2 separate regions of the Mus musculus genome follow, and region 1 is linked to region 2. A link is a contact called in public targeted proximity ligation data. All regions are on one chromosome and are shown on one strand. The core of a region is the stretch at or near the end of the contact, and the rest is flanking DNA. Distances in the headings are between cores, read along the strand shown.

Region 1 (3,878 bases), core at 561-3,060, 680 kb after region 2:
AGCAATAAAGATAATTTTATGTTTATTAAAGGGTCACAGCCTTAGGAAAGTTGAGAATCACTGCTTTAGAACCAGATGTGAGCTATCATAACCTAGGAATGCAGCTATCAAATGCCAGGATCAATGTGGTAACAGTTTCATGGAGTCTTCATAATTATAGAACAAATGAGAACTATAGATCCACGCACTTTTCAAATGCATGGGCGGAATCTGACGCGTTCCTTAGCATTGGTAGAAAGCGGTGATGTGTTAAATCCTAAAAGGGTTCATGGGACAGTCCCAAGGATCTAGGCCAGACACAGAGATGGGTGCCATAGATTGCTAGTAAGGAAAGCTAAAAAGAACCCCAACATAGTTTGATCTGGGCTCTGTTAACATCTCAGCTCTCCACAAACACAAAGTTGTAATCAGTCAGTCAGCCTGGTAGAGTCTTTTTTTCTGAGAATTTCAGTTAATAATAATAATAATAATAATAATAATAATAATAATAATATATTAATGTCATTTTTTAAATTATGAGAACAAAGATGGACAATCACTTCAAAAGAAAATCACTTGACTCACAATTCTAGAAGATCCGAGCAGCCTCATACCACTGTCCTGTCCAGAGGCCCCTGTGGAAAAGCAGAAAGCGAGCCAGTGGCCTGCAGAAGCGGCCAAGCCCATGGGTGTCCTCGCTTTTTAACCACCTGCTCTAGAAGGAAGTAACTCAACAGCCAATCGCATTCCTCCAAGACTGTCCCCTCCTGGAGGTAGGTGTGCCCTGGCCAGATCACCTTCACTCCGCTGTGGCTCTTTAGTCTCCTCCTCCACCCAGCCATACCGGAGGCCCGCAATACCAGCCCAAAGCTTCCTTACTTCCACTTTGGGGGTCGACTAAATCTAAACCCTGGCAGAGCCTCTTCTCCCATCACATAGAGCAGAGTGCCCCATCGCAGCCTGCTAGGTCGAGTGGAGAGATAGATTTAACACGTACAAACGATGAGTCTCAGCTGGTTCTAGGCCAAGGCATCTGGGCCAGATCCCTATCAAAGTGCTATAGATAGTTTAATCTCTACAACACCTGCAGGAGGCAAAGGCCGCTTCTCCTTTATAGCCCAAGACCCTAAGGTTTAAGAAATCAGTTACTGCCCCAGTGGCCCTGCCTATGCTGGATCCTCCCCCTGCCCGTCACCAGTGTTAAAAACACTCTACCCAGTCACCTCTGAAGAAACAACACAGGCGCTCCTCCGTCTGAGAACTGAGATAAGGATGAGAGCTACAACAGGAATCTGCTTCCTGCTAGTCTTCTTTCCCCCCTCATCCCCCTCTCTCCCTCGTGTGAGATGACACAAGTTCGTTCTCTTGTAAAGGTCACAGACCACTCTTCCTGGCTCACCTGGCCTACCTATGCTATTGACCGGAGTTGCATGAGATACACACACACACACACACACACACACACACACACACACACAGAGGCCCTGGCAGGCTAATCCTACAAAGAGAATCTCCATGGCCCGGGCTGCACCCTCCTCACCAAGAGGCCCAGCCTCGCATTGGCCCTCTCTCTTCCTCGCTGCCAGCTGAGCTATCCTCCACAACACTCACCCTCATCGCTAGGGAAAGGGGCCACCTAAGCTGGGTAGCACCACGTTCTTTAGTGGGGTCTTAAAGACAAAGGAGATACTTCGGTTTCCTTACCCGACAGGGAGAGAAGCAGGAGCTACCTTCCTGATCTCTGTATTTGCTCAAAAGACAAGGCTCCACAACTGGAGGCTCACCAGAGGGAACCTGAATGAGCCTGTTCTGAGCCGCTAGCTTTAGTTGGGCAAGCCCCGCCCCGCATCAAGTCCCGCCCCTGGGAAGCTCCACCCCTTCACCCAGCACTGCCCCCAAGCCACCGCGAGGCTTGCAGAATCGCTAGGTTTACTCTTTTTTTTTTTTTTTTTCCATTTTTTATTAGGTATTTAACTCATTTACATTTCCAATGCTATACCAAAAGTCCCCCATATCCACCCACCCCCACTCCCCTGCCCACCCACTCCCCCTTTTTGGCCCTGGTATTCCCCTGTACTGGGGCATATAAAGTTTGCAAGTCCAATGGGCCTCTCTTTCCAGTGATGGCCGACTAGGCCATCTTTTGATATATATGCAGCTAGAGTCAAGAGCTCCGGGGTACTGGTTAGCTCATAATGTTGTTCCACCTATAGGGTTGCAGATCCCTTTAGCTCCTTGGCTACTTTCTCTAGCTCCTCCATTGGGAGCCCTATGATCCATCCATTAGCTGACTGTGAGCATCCACTTCTGTGTTTGCTGGGCCCCGGCATAGTCTCACAAGAGACAGCTACATCTGCGTCCTTTCAATAAAATCTTGCTAGTGTATGCAATGGTGTCAGCGTTTGGATGCTGATTATGGGGTGGATCCCTGGCTATGGCAGTCTCTACATGGTCCATCCTTTCATCTCAGCTCCAAACTCCGTCTCTGTAACTCCTTCCATGGGTGTTTTGTTCCCAAATCTAAGGAGGGGCATAGTGTCCAGGTTTACTCTTCTAAAAGTCCTACTTTATCTGCTCTTCGGTCACTTGACCTCATTGAGCGCGTTCATCTTGTGAGGCCTGTGTGTCTAGTACTAACAATGTTTGCAGCTGAAAGGGACGTCAAAAAACTGTTAGCGCAGGAGGACCTATTATTAGCATTCTGTCTAAACTCCACCCCACAGTTAACTGGCAATAGCCAGGTATGCGCCTCCCCACAGTTACCTGGCAACAGTCAAGTGGGCCTGACCCACTATCAAAGGGGCTGCTTGCCCCACTCCTCCCTCTCTTGGTCTCTTGCCCTCTTTGTCTCTTGCCTTCTTGCTCCCTCCTCTGTCCCCTCCCCCTCCCCCCTCTCTCCACGTGCTCATGGGGGCCCTCTACTCCTCTACTCTTGCTCTCTGCCTCTGCTGCCCTCTTAACTCTCCTTCCCACGCCCTGAATAAACTCTATTCTATACTATACTCTACTGTCCTGTGACTGGTCCCCCAGGGGGAAGGGATGCCTTGGCATGAGCCCGTTGAGACACCCTGCTTGCCCCATACCTCACCACCACCCCCCCATAGAACAAATCCCCCTTCTCTTTATCTTTTTTTTATAAACACATCACCTATAGGAAGCAAAGTGGTTGGTTAATTTTGTTAATGAACAAGACGTTAAGGCACGCAGAAAACATAACCTTCCTCCAATGTTGAATGCAAATGCACTCCTAGGGTTTCGGTCCCCTGATACGAAGTGATCCCTTCTTTAAAGACTCTGCAGACTGTGTGAGCCCTGAGGGTTAATTGTGTATTTTACATTGGTTACTAAACCTCTCACTTAAAAACAACTAAGGTGGCTGAGGGAGAAGACTTAGCCAATAAGGTGCTTGCCACATAAGCATAATGGACCTGGGTTCTGTCCCTGGCACTAGGTAAAAAGTCTATTTCCAGCATTGGGGATGTGAAGAGAGAGGATCCCTCGGGCTTGTTGGCTAGCAGTCTAGCTGAATCTATGAGCTCTAGGGTCATTGAGGAGCCCTGTCTCAAAAAATAAGCTGCAGAGTAATTGAGGGGAACACTTGCTGATACGACCCCTGGCCTCCACACGTCTCCATGTGTGCATGCCCACCCATACATTTAACACTGGAACACATACAAGCACACGCACACACAGCAGCTCGGGCCAGGTAGTCAGCTCAGCGGCAGACTGATCTTGCCCATGGGAGGTCCTGAATGAAGTTCAACATGCAGCAATGCAAATTATGTTTAATGTATTTCACTCAACTTTAAATTTCCAGTGGTTAAAGTGGTAAACATTTTATGTTTCCATATCTTCTACCACAACTTAAAACCTCTTCATTTAGCATGGAGTAAATTTGG
Region 2 (3,351 bases), core at 662-3,161:
GGGGCCTCTTTTCCCAATGATGGCTGACTAGGCCATCTTCTGCTACATATGCAGCTAGAGACACGAGCTCTGGGGGTTACTGGTTAGTTCATATTGTTGTTCCACCTATAGGGTTGCAGACCCCTTCAGTTCCTCAATAAACACTTTTTAATTCCTCCAATTTATATTTTCCTTTTTGTAATTTCAAAGATTTCTGTAACATCAATAGCCACCTATACACAGGACTCCCAAGCCTGTGACTTATTCTTTTCTCTCTGAGCTCGTCGAGGCCTTTAGAAACTCCATGCATACATCTCTCTTAGCTATCCCACAGGAAAGTTCAAGACAGAGGCGCTCAACTGCATTCATCATTTATTCTCCGTCCACTCCACCCCCCCACTACTCTCTCTTGAATAACCAGATTGGTTAGCCAGAGCCAGACTTGGGAAGAACTAGGACACACTCCTCCACTCTCAGGCCTCACAATCTATAGGCAGATCTTATCAAATAACCCTTTCAGCTCTGCATTCTTGCTTTCTTACTTTAAATATTCTTGCTTGCTATCTGGCACCCTTTCAAAATCACAGGTTCCCGACCGCCTGCCTGCAGGATGATGCTGGAGTTCTTTAGTATAGTAACAGACAAGCCGGAACAATCGTTTCCAACCTCTATTCACCTATGTTCTTACATTCTACCTAAGGTCACTCACGAAACATTACAAACTGGCTTTCAGGCAGTTCCTTCTTTGGGTAATCGTCTTCCCTCCTTTTCTACTTTAGTATCTTCTTCACAAAGCTCTGATGGTTGGGGATGGACTTAGCCTTTTCAGTCTGTGCCTCCCATGAAATCCTGGGTAGATAAGTTACAGCAGATAACCTCATGCTGAGTACAGTTACCTTTCCTGATCAGGATTCAAATTAGCAATTTTGCTATTAGAATCTATACAGACCGGGGCAAAAAAACAATAGCCATGAGTTTATGTCATCAACAAAGACAGGTAGAAACGCAGCGATGTGTAAATAAAACAAACGAACACCTGATACACAACTGCTTGAAAAAAAAATGGTATTGTTATTAAGGGTCTATAAATTATGCAAGCCTACATTTAAGAAAAAATACCTCGAAAAGATAACTCTAAGATGATAAACAGATAATGATATTTCTGGTAACATTTAGAATCTACTCAACTAGTTGGGGTCGGGGCAAGGAAGAAAGGAGGATTGGACGGGGCAAGAATCTGCAAGGAGGTACAAAAACTGGGAACACGATTTTTAATTTCTTTGGTACACTCTAATCTCCAATCAACAACCATTACCATGTCATCTGCCCATTCTGGAAATCGTGTACACTTTTTAAAATTTGCCACTCTGCTGTAACTGTCGAGTTTTGTGAAGTGCACAGGTCCGTGGTAGATCGAGATTCGCAGATTAACAAACTAGAGACCCGGCCCCTTCGTATCTACTGCCTAGAGCCGACGCCTTCCAAAACCACTGGGTGGATAAAAACATCAGGCCACACGCCTACTACAGCCAACACGGCCAGTCTTCGTGGCCTAGGCAGGGAATGCCTCAGGGTTAGCCTGGCACAGGTTCCCCACCGCCGGGCACAGCCCACCGCCCCGGGCCTGCGGGCCGCTTGCTCCCGCCCAGCGCGGCCTGCCGCCACTCACAAGAAGTTCTCCATGGCGATGCGGACGATTGAGCCCTCGACGAAGGTCCCGGACGGCCGCGGCAGCGTCGGCAACGGGTTCGAGTTCTTTCTCTTGCTCGGGACCTCGGAGGAAGCATCTCTCGGGAGAGACCGCTTGGAAACCTGGGGGTTGGGGGGAGCAGCCTTCCCGCTCGGAGTCGCCATCCTGGCTTCCTCCGCGTCCCGCAGCGGCTTCCGTTCCCGGCGAGCCGCAGCCCAGGAGCCTCCGCGCCCGGCTCCCGCGCTAACTGACCCCGCCTGACCCCGCCCCCGCGGCCCCGATGCGCTTGCGCGGTTCCGCCCCGCAAACCCGAGGCCACGCCCCGACCAACGCTCCCCGGTGGCCTCAGAGGTGCGATGTGTGTGTGTGTGTGTCTGTGTGTGTGTGTGTGTGTGTATGTGTCTCTGTGTGTGTCTCTGTGTGTGTCTCTGTGTGTTTCTCGTGTGTGTGTGTGTGTGTGTGTGTGTGTGTGTGTGTGTGTGTGTGTGTGTGTGTGTGTGTGTGTTACTACTTTGCAACGGTCCCTCCCAGAACTCCAGGCTTCATCTGTCTTATGTTCTACATTGCAGTTTCCTTCCCTGGTGCTCAAATGAACTCCAAAGAAAAGATGCCTGTTGACTGTGCCTGTTGTTGGAAGCATGGCACTAACAACCATCTGATGCTCTCAAGATTGTGAAGAGTGTATTAATTACTTGCCCACTCACACTTCCTAGTCCTTTTATTGTATAATTTATTTATTTTTATTTTATGTGCATTGATGTTTTGCCTGCATGTATGTATGTCTGTGTGAGGGTGTCAGATCTCGGAGTTACAGACAGTGGAACCCAGGTCCTCTAGAATAGCAGTCCGTTCTCTTAACCACTGGGCCATCATGCTATCTCCCAGCACATACATTTATTTATTTATTTGAGACAGACTCTTTATATAGCTCTAGATGGACTACTACTCACTAGAGAGCCCAGGCTGGTCTTGAACTTTTACTACTTCTGCTTCCTTAGTGCAGCCACCAGTTCCAGTGCAGCCACCAGATGGCCTCTCCCTTCAGGGTTTCTTTTTTCTTTTCTTTCTTTCTTTTATTTAATTAAGCATTTCACTTATTTACAACCCAAATGTTGTCTCTCTCCCCCCCCCAGAGTTCTTCCCCCCCCCCCCCATCGCTCCTCCTCTTTGACTCTGAGAGGGTGCCTCTCCCTTGGTATCCCCCCTCCCTGGGGCATCCAGTCTCTGCAGGACTAAGCACATCCTCTTCCACTAAGGCCAGACAAGGCTGCTCTCTGCTACATATGTGCTGGTGGCCTTGGACCAGCCCATGTATGTTCTTTGGTTGGTGGCTTATTCTCTGGGAGCTCCTAGGGGTTCAGGTTAGTTGATATTGTTGGTCTACCTATGGGGTTACCATCCCCTTCGCTTTCTTCAATCCTTCCTTTAAATCTTCCATAGGGGTCCTTTCAGGGTCTTTAAATTCCCTGCTTCTTTAGGAATGGCTCTACCTCCCTGTGCCCATGTTCATCTCATTAGCCCTTTCAAAGATTATGCCCCTGAAGCCCATAGGCAACATTCACCCAACCAATAATAACCGGCCAGAGACTAGGGTAATGGGGAAATAAAGATAAACCATTAAATAGTTTTAAGTAGGAGAGGCCTGTGATCTAATTAAAGCTTTTCAGTCATTCTGCTTGCTG

What was found.
Region 1: a contact with region 2 is called in a targeted proximity ligation map of embryonic stem cells, with 8 times the contacts expected there. A contact is called at or near these places in 6 of 39 promoter capture datasets (the 3T3-L1 cell line, embryonic stem cells, hippocampal neurons and 2 more), 2 of 484 Hi-C or Micro-C datasets (cortical neurons and embryonic stem cells) and 5 of 130 datasets of targeted methods (astrocytes, embryonic forebrain, embryonic stem cells and 1 more).

Annotation. Positions count from the first base shown.
Region 1 is chr19:23,954,996-23,958,873 of GRCm38.p6, forward strand. No RefSeq gene overlaps it. Among named protein-coding and RNA genes, the nearest start is that of Gm34076, 39 kb to the left of the region's middle.
Region 2 is chr19:23,271,986-23,275,336 of GRCm38.p6, forward strand. It overlaps Smc5 (structural maintenance of chromosomes 5), which reads right to left and starts at 1,912. Exons shown (of 25, transcript NM_001252684.1): 1 at 1,649-1,912. The coding sequence starts at 1,833. It overlaps Gm33950 (a long non-coding RNA gene), which reads left to right and starts at 1,923. Exons shown (of 2, transcript XR_386613.2): 1 at 1,923-2,020; 2 at 2,239-2,374.